Regions from separate parts of the Rattus norvegicus genome. Here region 2 is linked to region 1. A link is a contact called in public Hi-C data. All regions are on one chromosome and are shown on one strand. The core of a region is the stretch at or near the end of the contact, and the rest is flanking DNA. Distances in the headings are between cores, read along the strand shown. Region 1 holds the start of C1qtnf4 (C1q and TNF related 4). Region 2 holds the start of Rapsn (receptor-associated protein of the synapse).

The links. Hi-C and Micro-C count contacts between places; a contact is called where the count stands out from the background.
Region 2: a Hi-C map of kidney shows a contact between it and region 1, with 3 times the contacts expected there. The contact joins the promoter of Rapsn here to the promoter of C1qtnf4 in region 1. A contact is called at or near these places in 5 of 12 Hi-C or Micro-C datasets (the A7r5 cell line, hepatocytes, kidney and 1 more).

What each region holds. Positions count from the first base shown.
Region 1 is chr3:97,319,259-97,326,233 of GRCr8, forward strand. C1qtnf4 (C1q and TNF related 4) reads left to right here and starts at 5,113. Exons shown (of 2, transcript NM_001107745.1): 1 at 5,113-5,320.
Region 2 is chr3:97,466,580-97,474,065 of GRCr8, forward strand. It overlaps Rapsn (receptor-associated protein of the synapse), which reads left to right and starts at 4,312. Exons shown (of 8, transcript NM_001399728.1): 1 at 4,312-4,686; 2 at 5,234-5,572. The coding sequence starts at 4,495.

The DNA of each region.
Region 1 (6,975 bases), core at 3,863-6,362:
CAAGAGAGGTTGGCCAGGAACATGTGGAAACAGGAGCGAGGAGAGAGGTGGGGGGGAGGAGAGGACAGAGACAGACAGACAGAGACAGACAGACAGAGAGAGAGAAGGGGAGCGGGGAGAGAGAAGAGAAGGGGTTGATGGAGGTCCTGGGTAGCAAGCAGTCCTCTTATGCGTCGTCAGGCCATACTGAGTGGCAGCGCAGGTCGTAATGGCTGTAGGTGATGATGCGAGCTATATGGAATTGTCTGTAAGCCAACAGGGGCCTTGTGTGAGTCTTTGGCTTTCTTAGGATGCGGTGGTTGGACTCCAAGTGGAGCAGTTTCAAAAGAGAAAGATCCAGGCAGGCGCAGCCCTTTTACTACTGACTTTAACACCCTTTTATTGGCATGGCAATGTCATAGGAGCAAGCATAGACCCAATAGTCCTTGGAAAATAAAGTTTGCCACATCCAGTTAAGAGCAGCTCACCTTCCTGTTCACATGAAGACGAGGGCTTTAGTTCTGCCATCTATCAAGTGTTAGAGCCTTGGGCCCTCCTAGGAAAAGGGCCAGGTAAACATGGGGACTTGAGCTCCATAGCCACTCCCAGGTTTTCCTGCTTCAAGTGACTTACCAGGTACTCAAAGGATGGACACCTATGTGGGCCGTAGGACAGGAGCCTGACTTGGGAACCCTACCTGTTTGCTCCCCTGGAGGTCTGCAATCTTCTAGGGAGGCAGAGGCTCAGCGTCCTGACATCTGTTTCTCCTGCTGGCTCCTCTGCTTGACTGACAAGTCCTCCTCTTTCATTTCTCCCTGGGGCGTGTTGTCCTCTTTCTCATTAACTTCCCCTCAACTCCCAGCAAGGTCCCTAGACTCCCAAGCTTTGCTAATGCTCCTGTAATCCTTTGGCAAGCCACGAAGCTAATTAAATTGTGAGCTTGTGTCCTCGTGTTCTCTGGTACCCATGGAGTCTCCCTTCTAATCTCCCCCATTACTTCGCCTTCTCCTGCATAGGCCACGCTTACCTAGATGCAGCCACATTCTTTCCTCCACAGGCTTCCTTCTTCCCTCTGTCCCTTCTCTCTTTTTTTCTTTTGTCTTTTTACATTTGGCACATGCAGCTCCGTCTCCCAACTGCTCTCTGTGCCTCCCCCACACTGTCACTCATATCAGACTCTTTACCTTTAATTGGGTCCTTCACCCCGACTCCCCCATCTACACCCCACTCACTAAGTCAGAGCCCTTATCATCCTCGTCATTGTGTAGACATTTGCCATTCCTACATGTCACCTTCTCTGATCCCCCAACTCAGCCGAAAATGCTTCCTCTTTGAGGTCCCTACTGTCCCACTAAAGGGTTAAAGAGTTATCTCCTTTTTTCTCTTTCTCTTTTTCTTTTTCTTTTTTTTTTTTTTAAGACAGGGTTTCTTTATGAAACAATCCTGACTGTCTTAGAACTCCTTCTGTAGAAAAGGCTGGGCTCAAACTCACAGAGATCCAACTGCCTCTGCCTTGCAAGTGCTGGGATTGAAGGTGTGCCCACCACTGACTGACAAGTGTTGTCTCCTTGAGGCAAGGTCTAAGGCACATTCATCCAAGCATCCTGCTGGGTAGAAGCTGTACCTCCCAGCACTTCACTGTCAAAGTGCCGGCTGTCCTTCAAGTGCACATTCCAAGATGGAAAGAAAAGTAGGTGAGCAGAGTTGGCTGCCAGCAGAGGTAGGCCCTCTCAGACTGACTCACACAAAGAGAGAAAGGACTGACTGGCCTTGCAGTTGCCACCTGGGTTTCACACCTAGAACTCACAAAGGGAAGGAGAGAACCAACTCCCACAAGGTGTACTCTGACCTCCACATTTGCACCATGACACACACAAATGCATGTGCTCATACACACAAATACATGTGAGCACACACATGAAATGTAAAAAGACTAAACAAACAAGCACTTTCTAGGTGCTGGCATGGATTCATATGCCTGCAATCTCAGCATTTGGGGACTAATGGCATAACTACATGGAGAGTTTAAGGCTAACCCAGGCTATAAAGAGAGTCCATATAAAAAAGGTAAATAAGAAAGTGAGTATCTTACTGAGGGTTATATTGCTATGACAAAACACCATGACCAAAAGCAAGTTGGGGAGAAGAGGGTTCATTTTGCCTGCACTTCCATATTACTGGTCATTGCTGAAGGGAAGTCAGGACAGGAACTCACGGAAGGAAGGAACCTGGAGGCAGGAGCTGATGCAGAGGCCATGGAGGGTGCTGCTTACTGGCTTGCTCCTCATGGCTTGCTCAGGCTGCTTTCTTACAGCACCCAGGACCACCATCCTATGGGTCTCCCCACTCAAAATAGGCTGTTTTCTCCCACATCAATCACTAATTAGGAAAGTGTCCAACAAGCTTCCCTGCAGCCAGATCCTGTGGAAGCATTTTCTCAACTGAGGTTCCCTCCTCTCCAATGGTCCTAGCTTTCGTCAAGTTGACATGAAGCTAAGACACAAAGAAAGTTATTTTCTCCCACAGTGACATCTGCTTGCATCTCTTTAACTGTTTTAGTTGCAAGAGAAGTTGGATTCGCTGCATCCCCAGGCAGGACAGTGTCCTCCCCCTACCCATCCACCCCACCCAGCCCACCCCATCTCATCTCAGATAACAAAGTCTAGAGAAGACCAGAGTAAAGAAGGCTGCAGCCCTGTGTGAAGGAATGGATTCTGGAGCCAGACCCCATGCACTTAACTCTTTATCCCTCATCTGTAAAGGGTGATCAGAAAGTAAACGGGATAATGGCTGTGAAAAGCACCTATGCAATCCCACACAGACACTAATTACCCAGTCTGACTCTGACTCTGAATTTGGGCTCAGAGGCTGGAGAGGTGACCTTAAGGTTAAAAGCACGTGCAGAATTCTGTTCCCAGCACCCATAGGAGGCAGCTCCTGTAATTTCAGCTCCAGAGAACCAAACCAGATACCCTCTTCTGACCTCTATGGGTACCTCCTCTTCCTCCTCCTCCCTTTTTTTAATGGTACCTTCATGCATGAACACACACACACACACACACACACACACACACACACACACACAGAGAGAGAGAGAGAGAGAGAGAGAGAGAGAGAGAGAGAGAGAGAATGAATTTCAGTATTTAGGAGGTAATCACAGGAAACTGGTGGGGCCTGAAAGGAAAGAAGGAAATTAAAGTATGCAGATGTTACTATGTTGTTGCTAAAGGTGTTTCTTTCTTAACTCTTGTTTTAGTTTATGTACATTGGTGTTCTGCCTGCTTGTAGTACATGTGAGGGTGTCAAATCCACTGAAACAAGAGTTATAGACAGATGTGACCTGCCATGTGGATGCTGGGAATTGAATTCGGGACCTTTGGAAGAGCAGCCAGTGCTCTTGACTGCTGAGCCATCTCTCCAGCTCCTAAAAGGGTTTAATTCTGCTAGAACACATCTTGGAACTGGGTATATGAAGTTCTCCCCGAGGAAGCAGGAAGCCGAAGTATTCACTTCAAGCCCATGCCCCTCATTAGTGGAGGGTTGCTAGGGGGTACTAGCTCTTCATCACTCTAGCCTTACTAACTGCACAGCCGAGAATGCTCCAGGAGAGAGATGCAAATTCGAGTTAGGGTCAAACGCCTGTGCAGGCAACATCCAGGCTAGGGTACTGCCAGCACCTGCTGTTTGAACCAGAGTGATTTACAAGGTAGGAACAAGCAAAGACTACAGCCTAGCCTGGGTCCTTTGCTCTGAGCCCTATCAATTCCTAATGTCTATCTGGTATCTCTGTGGCGCCCCCACTCCTGACTGCCCCCACACCCAGCAGCTCCTCACCATGTCTTTCCCGACCTCTGCCTTCCCAGGATCCTGAAGCAATGCCTACTGCCATGTTATTCACCCATCCCCACCTCACCCTGTGTTACTCATCTATCTCCACCTCACCCCGGTTTCTCTGTTCAGAGCTCTGCCATATTAAGCATCAAGTGTCTTCCAGCCCCAACTGGTATTCAAATGTCCTGCCTCCCTCCCTCCCTCCCCTTTCCTCCCCTGATTGGGGGGTCCAGTGCCTAAGGAAGGCCACAGTTGTCACAGGTTGGCTCCTGGCCTTTCCCAACTCTGCATGTCTTACCAACTGCATGTCTGTGCGACTCAACCCACCCCCGGTGCCCTCTCCATTGAAATGTCCCCCTCCCCAACTTTCAAGGAGAAGGAGACATTTTGTGATCTGACAAGGGCTAGGCAGGCACTTTGCCTTGTGCCCTCTTATACCCAACACCCTGGAGGAGCTTCCCACGCTCATCACTTCTCCACTGGCAATGACTTATACTGTAGTAACTGGGACCAGATATGTGGAGAATTCCAGAAGGAAAGCTCCTGAGGGCCAGGGCTCCTGTAGACCTCTGTGTGGGGGTGGGGTAGGAGGGCAGATGCTGATCCCAGCCCTGAGGTGTTGCTGGACTCCTGCTACCCTGGGCATAGCTCCCCAGAAAGTCCATGTGCCACACAGGGACCTTCCATTGTCCTTCTCAACCCTTTCCAGAAAAAAAAAAAAAAAAATCAGTATATTCCAAGGATCTTGCTCCTCCTTTGTTCTTCTCAGAGGGTCTCATGCTGAAGTGCTGATGCCTGCAGCTTTGTCCTTCCTCCAGCCTTGCTAGCACACGAGGTGCAGGGGGAGGGATATTTGCAGACTTAGAAGTGAGAAATGAAAAGTGGGGCATTTTCACCTCTTACTTTACTAAGGACACTGACCCATTTATCCTTCTCTTCCCTCAGACCTTCCCCAAGGCCACTCAGCCTGGACATCTGTCCCATACAAAACCTCACCTCCTACTGTCCTTGCTTGCAGCCCTGTCCGTGCCTTGCCCGAGTCCTCTCTCCCTACACAAGATAAAAAGCTGTTCTGTAGGATGACTTGGGCCACCCTAGGGTGGCCTCTCTAGCGGCCTCGGTTTCCCCACCTGCTAACTTGGATCAATGACGCCTGTGCTCGGCACCCAGAGGATAAAGCTCAGGATCCAGGAATGAGGAAGGGTCCCACGCTCAGCGCAGGCTCGGTGCGGTGCCCCAGGCCCGGCTGCTCGGAGCCCCTCCCTCGTCCTCCGCTCTCCCCTCCGCCTCCCCTGCTCCCCGCCCTTGCGCTTCTCCGCTTCAGCTTCTGCTGTCCTTCCCACTCGCTCACGCCTCCCTTGCCGGGGTCCCCACTCGTCGCCGGCTGAGCCCCCCGCCACCCCCGGAGGCCTGGTCAAGCCGCAGCGTGGGCGACCAGTGTGCAGCCCGGCGTCCTCACCGAGCAGGATCGCCGGCTGGGACCGAAGCCGACCCGCCGGCCGCCAGCCAGGTGAGGGCAGCCCGGAGGAGGCGGGGGCGCAGGCTTCTCTTCTCTGCAAGCGGGGGCGGCGGGAGGCACGAGGGACCCGGTCCCTTTTCCTGGAAAGGAGGACCTGGGCGCTTTTTTCATGAAAGAGGCTCAGGGGCTTTTATTCCAAAGGGAGGAGTGGAGGGCAGGTCTCATGGAAAAAGGGCTTGCGGGGACCCCTTTCTGGGGGCATTTTTCCCTGTGACAAGGGATTTATTGGATGCTTCTGTAAAAGTGGGGCTCACATTCTTCGAAGGATGCAGACTTTCAAGGAAGATACAAGGGGGGTTCTGGCACGACTTGAAAGCAGTGTTAACTGGGATATGGGAACAAGGCGCTGGGGGCTTGGAAATGCCCTTAGTCTGACATCGCTGCCCCTTCTCCATTGGTTCTGTGGCTCTGGGTCTACTCAGCTCTCTGTCCCAGTTTTTCTCTTTGAAGATGACTATTTTGAGCTTCACCTGGACAGAGCTTTATGTAGCCATTTCTTTTCCTGGAGCTCTGAGACCCACCTGACACTTTACCATCCTCCTCTGACCTGCTGGGGAAAGGTTGTTAGAGGGAAGGATCCAGGGTTCAGGGACATGTGCAGTGGAGTATAAAGGTAGGAAGGGTATTGGGCACACAAGAACCTTTGGCACCGATGGGTGCATTTGGCTTGGCAGGGAGGTGGCAAAGAATACGATGGGCAGGAGCTTCGAGAGCAGACCTGCTAGAGAAGCTGCAGGGTAGGAGAGCTCCCACCTTTCCGGAGACAAACGACAGAGGGTTTGCTTGCCTTTGTTTGCTGGCTTCCTCCTTCACTGTAGATTCCAACACTCATTCCCCCTGCCTCTTCCGTTTTTTGCAAAAGGGGTCACTGAGGCGGGAAACACATTGGCCTTTGTGTAAGAGGGAAAGCTGGTAGAGAAGCACACTGAGTTTGAAATGAGAAAAAAATAAGGGGGGAGGGCGGCAATGGGGGGAGGGTTGGGAGGGGAACACCCATAAGGAAGGGGAGGGGGGTGGGGGATGTTTGCCCGGATACCGGGAAAGGGAATAACACTCGAAATGCATATAAGAAATACTCAAGTTAATAAAAAAAAAAAAAAAAAAAAAAAAAGAAAGGCTACATTTAAAAAAAAAATAAACCCTCTGTTTAAGGCTTAGAGTTCAGTGGATGACCTTGAGCTAAAAACGTGTACCCCGTGTTTAGGCAACGGATTTCTCATTCATAAAATGGGAGAGGGCTTATCTACATGTCCAAAAGAGCTTTGTAGAAGGAAACAGAATAGACTGGACACTTCTCAGGTATAGTCTTCACCACCTCGGATGGATCCCTTCCCTCCTCCCTACCCTCACCAAGTAACCCATAGGACAGCTGTGTGAGAATCAGGAAAGTATCCTCTGGAAGGAGTCAGTATTCAGCAGGACTCGAGGTCTTTCTTGTTAGAACTATAGGGCAGAGCAGTTTACTCTAACAGCTGGGCAGTGGACTGCAGGTGAACACCCAGGAGTGGGTCACAGCTACACAGCTGGACCTGGCAGCTCTCAGCAGGCCCCCTGGAGTCTGTAAGAGGCACAGGGCTACACACGCCCAGGGTACTTTCCAGAAAGGCTCATGTCCTGAGTTGTCTCTGCCCTCCTCCAAAGCAGGC
Region 2 (7,486 bases), core at 3,062-5,561, 150 kb after region 1:
GCTGTGAAGAGACACCATGACCAAGGCAACTTTAAATGGGACTGGCTTACAGGTTCAGAGGTTTAATCCATTATCATCATGGGAGGAAGGGTAGCAGCACGCAGGCAGACATGGTGCTGGAGGAGCCGAGAGTTCTACGTCTTGATCTGAAGGTAACAGGGAGGAGGCTATCTCTCACTGGCCAGACTTGAGCATATATATATATGAGACCTCAAAGCCTGCATCCTCAGTGACACACTTCCTCCCACAGAGCCACACACTCCAGCCAGGCCACACCTCCTAACAGTGCCATTCCACATGAGCCAAGCGTTCAAATGTGTGAGTGTATGGGGCTGTGCCGATTCAAACTACTACAGAAGCCAAAGCATTCCCTTCCCTGGAGACTCTTGGTTGTGTCACGTTGACAAACTAGCCATCACACTGACCCTAAGAAGAAAACAAGCAGATGGAAAGATACCTCTGCTGTTTATGACCTGCATCGCTGCCAGGTGTGTCGAGTGAGTGCTTCCAGTCCAGCCTGGTCTTCACAGTTCCCGGACAGCCAGGGCTGTGTAGAGAGCATCTGCATCAAATAAACAAGTAAATACATAAATGTTGTTTCCCACTCTTGAAGAGGACCCATGTTTGTTCATGAAGCATCTCACGACTGCCTATGGGCATTCAACACTTGCAAACTCCACAGGCGCCTGCATTTATGATACACACTCCTTTCCCCCCACACACACACACACACATAATAAAAACAGATCTATCTTCCCCAAACGTTATGCTACCTAAAAAAAAAAAAACAAAAAAACAACAACAACAAAAACCTTTCCCTAAAGGTCATACCCTAAAGGTACATGGTCCAGGCATCCCAAGTAGGCAACTCCATGAACACTCAGGGTCAGAAGCTAGAAATTCAAGATGTTCAAGAATTGGTCTCTCCATTTGTTTTTTCCTTTGAGACGGTCCTTTGTAGCCTCGGTTGGTCTTAATTCCTCGTACCTGAAGATGGCCTTGAGTTGATCCTCCAGGTGTGCACCACACACTCGGATTCACATTGTCTTCCTGTGTCTAAGTCCTGACCTCTCACCCATAATAGGTGTTAAGGCCCACTCCAGTATCATGGAGCTGATTCCTGCAAACTGAAATGTCCTCAGGGAGGGGGTGGAGAGAGAGGCTCAGGACTCAGGAAGCCAAGGAATCTATAAGGTTCTGGAACCCGTGAGCGGGTGCTGGGAGGAAGGAGACGTGGTGGATCAGACTGTCAGCTGTGGAGGAGGCTCCAGGGATGCAGAAGTCCTCATCTGCTGGGGTCAGCTTTCCAGCGATACTTTCCAGGAGCTTTTGAGTCACCCTGCTCCTGTAGGGAACTGTAATAAAGTCATTGGTTCACTCAAGCTAGACAGGCGAAATCCCTTCTTGGGTTAGGTCCTGGTGTCCCATGTAGGATTCCGGGATCACTGTTTAAGCCTCCCCACAAAAGCACAACAAATATCTCTTCTTGTGAGGACTGCTCACAGACCTTAGAACAACCAAAGTTTCAACTCTAGGTGTCTGTTGAATCATTGGTGGAGGAGGGAGACGCTTCAGTGGGATTGCCTGCGAGCCTGTGAGGCCTCCGGAGTCATCCCTATGTCAGGTGGGTGTTATGATGGAACTGCCTAAGTCACCCATGCTCCAGGGAACTCTGGTTACTCAGGGTAAACTTGGGTGGACTCCACAGAGATGGTCAGAGGTCAAGAGAGCTGACCGCTCTTCCAGAGCACCCCAGTTCAATCCCCTGCTCACAGCTGTCTGTAACTCCATTTCCTGGAGATCTAATGCCCTCTCCTGACCTCTGTGGGCATATGCACGCTTTTTATTGCTATTTTTTAATTTTTAAAATTTATTGAATGTATGAGTGCTCTGCTGCATATGCATCCATAGGCCAGAAGAGGGCATCAGATCCCCTTATAAATGGTTGTGAGTCACCATGTGGTTGCTGGGACTTGAACTCAGTACCTCTAGAAGAGCAGTCATTGCTCTTAACCACTGAGCCATCTCTCCAGTCCACAGTACACATGTTTTTTGAGATAAGGTTTCACTTTGTCGCCTTAGATGACCTGGAACTTTCTATGTAAACTAGGCTGGCCTGCTTGCTATGTAGACCTGCCTCTGACATGTTGGCTTTGGAAGCGTATATATCACCACACCTAGCTAAATATACTTTTTAAAATACAGGTCTACCCAAGTCTACCTGGTAAAAAGACTTGATATTTCCCCAGAAAAAGTCACTCAACCCCTATTGCCTCACTTACCCTTAATTAGCCCTTTTAAAAAAAAACTTTTAAAATTTTTAATTTATTCATTATATATAAGTACACCCTCTCAGTCATGCACATTGACCCTCGTTTTACCAGCCTTAGAGCACTGTGGGTAGGCAATGTCTGTTTATTGTCCAGCCTTCTTTTTTTTTTAAAGATTTATTTATTCATTTATTATATATAAGTACACTGTAGCTGTCTTCAGACACACCAGAAGAGGGCATCGGATCTCTTTACAGATGGTTGTGAGCCATCATGTGGTTGCTGGGAATTCAACTCTGGAAGAGCAGTCATCTCTCCAGCCCTTAAAAGAAAAAGATTTTTCATTGTCTGTGCATTGGCGTTTTGCCTGCATGTAAGTCTGTGTGAAGCCGTCTCCTGCAGCTGGATTAGAGCCCACCTTAACTAGCTCTAGACTGTTTGCGTATACAGATGCGTTGGGAGGAAGGGGTTAGGCCTTCAGGATACGGATCTAGGATGGGAGACACACTCTAGCCATAATTAGGGAGGGCTGATGGGAACTGCTCGTGAGTGCACACTTCTGAAAATAGTGGCAGGCCAGGCACCGCTGTGACAATATGCTGCAGTGTTTGGTGTTCGAGTTCACTGTTAAGACACTCAAACCAGAGCTGGAATTGGAATTGGAGCATTTAAAATGTTCTTATTTATTGTGTGCATGTGTAATGCACACCCTCTTCTGGGAGTCTGTTCGTCCTGTCACATGGATCCCAGGGATGGAGCTCAGGTTGTTGTGTTTGGCAGCAAATGCTATTACACCGTCTCACCAGCCCCTGGAACTGGGATACTTTTTGAACCTTCAAGGACCTAATTGTGACCTCTGGTCATCATTTTGTCAAGGGGTCATTCCATATTTTCTCACTAACACACTGTGTTTCCTTCACACTAGACACTGTTCTAAGTCCTTGTCGGCCATCAAGTCTTCTAGTTCTGTGGCAATCCTGTGAACTAGGTGCTGTTAACTTTTCTTCTTCAGGGCTAGCAATGTGCCCACATTCTCTGCGCTCACACAGCTAATTCAGAAATACAGCAAGCAGAGGCAGGCTGGTACCCATTGCTGTGCTGTGTGAGAACCACCACGCCGCTGTGAGAGTCTAACTGTCCTCGCTTTGGAGAGGAGGAAGCAGGCTCAGAGAGCTGCATGATTTGCTTAATTAATCGAGTTAGGAGAAAACCAGACCTCCCACCAACAGGCTAAGGTGAGGTGTTGGGAACAGTGTGGACGTGTGTCCAGGTAAGTGTCTATGTGATGAGTAAAATGTGAAGACAAAACGGGGGAGAAACTGGGAAGAAAAGAGGCAAAGCTGGGCTGTGATGGCACACACCTTTAGTCCCACACTCAGGAGGCTGAGACAGGCAGATCTCGGAGTTCCAGGCCATCCTGGTGTAGAGTGAGTTCCAGAACAGCCAGGGCTATGCAGAGAAACCCTGTCTTGTGTGGGAGGGGTGGAATGTTCCATTAGCCAGGTGTGGCTCATTCCTTTGGTCCCAGCACTTGGGAGGCAGAGTCAGGGAGATATCTAAGTTTGAGGCTACCCTGGTCTAAAAAACAAGTTCTAAGACAGCCAGGGTACACAGAAGAAGAAGGAGGGGGAGGGAAGAGGGGGGGAAGGGAGGGAGCGGGAGAGAGGAGAGAGAGAGAGAGAAGAAAAGAAAAACAGAAGAAAAGAAAAAGAAGCAAGGAGAATAAGCAGGCTGGACATTCACCTCACCTCCCTGATGCCTGTATGCCCAGTGTTCTGCCTGCTGTTTTTCCTGCTGTCAGAACCTCTGGCCTAAGGCTTGCCCACATCCTGGCAGACAGCCTTTGAGAGCTGAACCTGCTAGGGCATCAAGGCCAGTGTCAAAGTGTCAAAAAGGCACCAAACAGGTTCTCAGGTGGCACAGTGCCTGTATCCCCGGGGCAGCCACCTTTCAGCTTTGAGTGGGTGCAGCAGAAACCCTCGTGACCTTGCTGCTGACATTCCTCAGAAGCCACGTGGCCCCAACTGGCAGGGACAGCTGCAGACAGGGGCTGAACCAGCCTTGTTCCCAGGGTGGCGCCCGTTGTCCATCCAGGCCCTGCTTAGCTTTTGCCTGGTGTTGCTTTTCCCTCCCAGAGATCAGCTGGCACTGTGGGTCCAACACCATGAAGGTCTAAAGACACCTAGCCAACCACGGTCTTTCCGAGTGGCCAGACTGTGGGAGGATGGGGCAGGACCAGACAAAGCAACAGATCGAAAAAGGACTGCAGCTGTACCAGTCCAACCAGACAGAGAAGGCACTGCAAGTGTGGATGAAGGTGCTGGAGAAGGGCTCTGACCTCGTGGGCCGCTTCCGGGTGCTGGGCTGCTTGGTAACAGCTCACTCGGAGATGGGCCGCTACAAAGAGATGCTGAAGGTAGACAATACCCTTCCAGGGTGCTGTGGGAGGGCCCAGGCACTGAGAGGGTTGGGAACAGGGCTGGGTGGCTTCCTACTCCCAGGGGCCCTTGTATCTTCCTGAGAACCCTCTGTGTCTCATAGGCTAATGTCTTTTGTTTGAAGTTTTGAATATGCATGGAAATCTCCTCTTAGATGGCTGGGTATCTTTAGAGTCAGGCCTGTGGCCTTCAGCTTCAGTGTCAAAGCCTGTGAGACTCTGGCATCAGGAGCCAGGGTCCAGACCTCCAAGCCTAGGTTTTAAGTCTGCTGCTTGCTGCCTGGAGGAACAGGCTATAAATTTGAGGGTCAGGCTGATCAGTTGTAGACTCCAGGTCTGAGGCTGGGAGTGACAGGGTAGTGTCTACCTGAGCTTTGCGGTGACTGGAGCTTGGGAGGATGAATTCTTGAGTCTGAGCTTTGGGGTCTGCCATTCGCTCTGGCTGTGAAGTAGGGCTGGCTATGGCAGCAAGGGGGTGCAGGGTGAGCCTTGGCTGAGTGTCACCTACCTGTTACCCTGGGGTCAGTTTGCCGTGGTCCAGATCGACACTGCTCGGGAACTGGAGGATGCGGATTTCCTGCTCGAAAGCTACCTGAACCTGGCACGCAGCAATGAGAAGCTATGTGAGTTTCACAAAACCATCTCCTACTGCAAGACCTGCCTCGGCCTGCCTGGCACCAGGGCTGGTGCCCAGCTTGGGGGTCAGGTCAGCCTGAGCATGGGCAATGCTTTCCTGGGCCTCAGCCTCTTCCAGAAGGCCCTAGAGAGCTTTGAGAAGGCCCTGCGCTATGCCCACAACAATGATGACACCATGCTGGAGTGCCGCGTCTGCTGCAGCCTGGGCAGTTTCTACGCCCAGGTCAAGGTGGGCCTGGGCCCTTTGTGGGGAGCAGGGGAGGATAATGGGACATGTGAGGCTCCCTGGGAGTGTCCTGAGGGGGGTTCATACCGTTATGTATGATAAATATTTTCTGATTTTCTCTGGCCAGAAGTTCTTTTGAGACAATGCCATCCGAGTTAGCCAATCAGAGAATAGAATTATCTCACTCACCCATCCTGCAAATGGTCCCGCAGGTGCCATTGGTTTTAAACTGGCCATGGAACCTGCCTCATTCATGTGGATGGATGCATGGTTCTTGGCACCAGTGATGATGCTGATCATGGAGCCTTTCTGCAGCACACGCAGGTCCACAAACTCTCTGGCATCCATGAGCTCACTGGTGTGGTTTGTTGAGGCTGTACCCGCTTCCTCCAGGTCCAGCACAAGAAAGCCCCGAGATTCTCTCAGGAGCCACACACTTTGCTGGGCACTGCCTCAGCCCTCCTTTTAGATAGGGGTTCAGTGAATGGGAAACTCCAGGAAGGTAGAGCCATGAAGCTCACCTCCATCCTTGGATGACCTAGGAGTCCAGGAAGTTGCTGTATGAGAACAGGATGTGAAGATTCATTAGTCTAATATTCATTGGCAGGGTGGGGGCTGGAGAGACTACTCAGTGGTTAGAGTGCTTGCTGCTCTTGCAGAGGACCCAAGTTTGGTCTCCAGCACTGACATGGTGGCTCATAATTGCCACTACAGTTTCCGGGGATCCCATGACTCTCCTGACATCTGCAGGCTGCTGCAGGCACACAGTGAACATATATACACCATACTCTTAATATCAGATAAATACTTGAGAAATAGTTTCTGAGCCGGGCAGCACCTCAGGAAGCAGAGGCATCTGTGATCTGTGAGGCCAGCCTGGTCTACAGAGTGAGTTACAGAACAGCTAGGGCTGTAACCCTGAAATCCTGTCAAAAAAAAAAAGCGAAAAGGGGGTGTTTTGGTTTGGTTTGGTTTGGTTTTACTGAGGATCAACTACATCTCATGAACTGTTGTTGGACCGTGTGTCCCTAACAACAGAGATGATGGCAGGGTCTCTTATGAAGCTCTGGATATCTGGATGAGAAGAATAGTTAACACAACCAGGAAGTTGGTTGTTCATTATGTGAAGAAGTGTGGGCGATTTCAGGATGAGGGTTGGGGCACCATTTTTAAGAGAGTGGTCGGAAAGCCTCAGTGAGTGGTGGAGGACTGGTGGAGCTAGGCAGAGATCTCGGGAATAAGCTCAAAGCTCTGCCAAGAGAGAGGGAGGCCACTGAACTGACGGAGGTATATGAGGAGGTGGGAAGCCACGCAGAAGGGTGGGGTGTGAACTTACTGGGAGGGTCAGTGAGCAAAAGCTTCCGATTACCAGGATTTTAGTGTAGCCTAGTGTAACACCCAGATGTGGGGGAGTTTTTTTTTTTTAAAAAGACTTGCTCATTTTTATTTTATGTGTATGGGTATTTTGCCTATCTGTGTGTCTGAGTACCACATGTGTGCATTGCTTGTAGACAGCAGAAGGTGGCATTAGAAGGACAGATGGTTGTGAGCTGCCACTTGGATCCTGGAAGTCAAAACCAGGTCCACTGGAAGAGCAGCCATCATCTCTCTAGCCTCAAGCTTTGAGAGAATTTTTTTAAAGATTTCATTTATTTTATTTTTTTTAATTTTTTAAAAGATTTATTCATTTATCATATATAAGTACACTGTAGCTGTCTTCAGATACACCAGAAGAGGGCATCGGATCTCTTTACACATGGTTGTGAGCCACCATGTGGTTGCTGGGAATTGAACTCAGGACCTCTGGAAGAGCAGTCGGGTGCTCTTAACCACTTACTTAACCATTCCTCCAGCCCCTGCTTTGGGAGAACTTTAGCTGCTGGCACATGGTAAACACGGCCCCCTAGTATGTAGCCC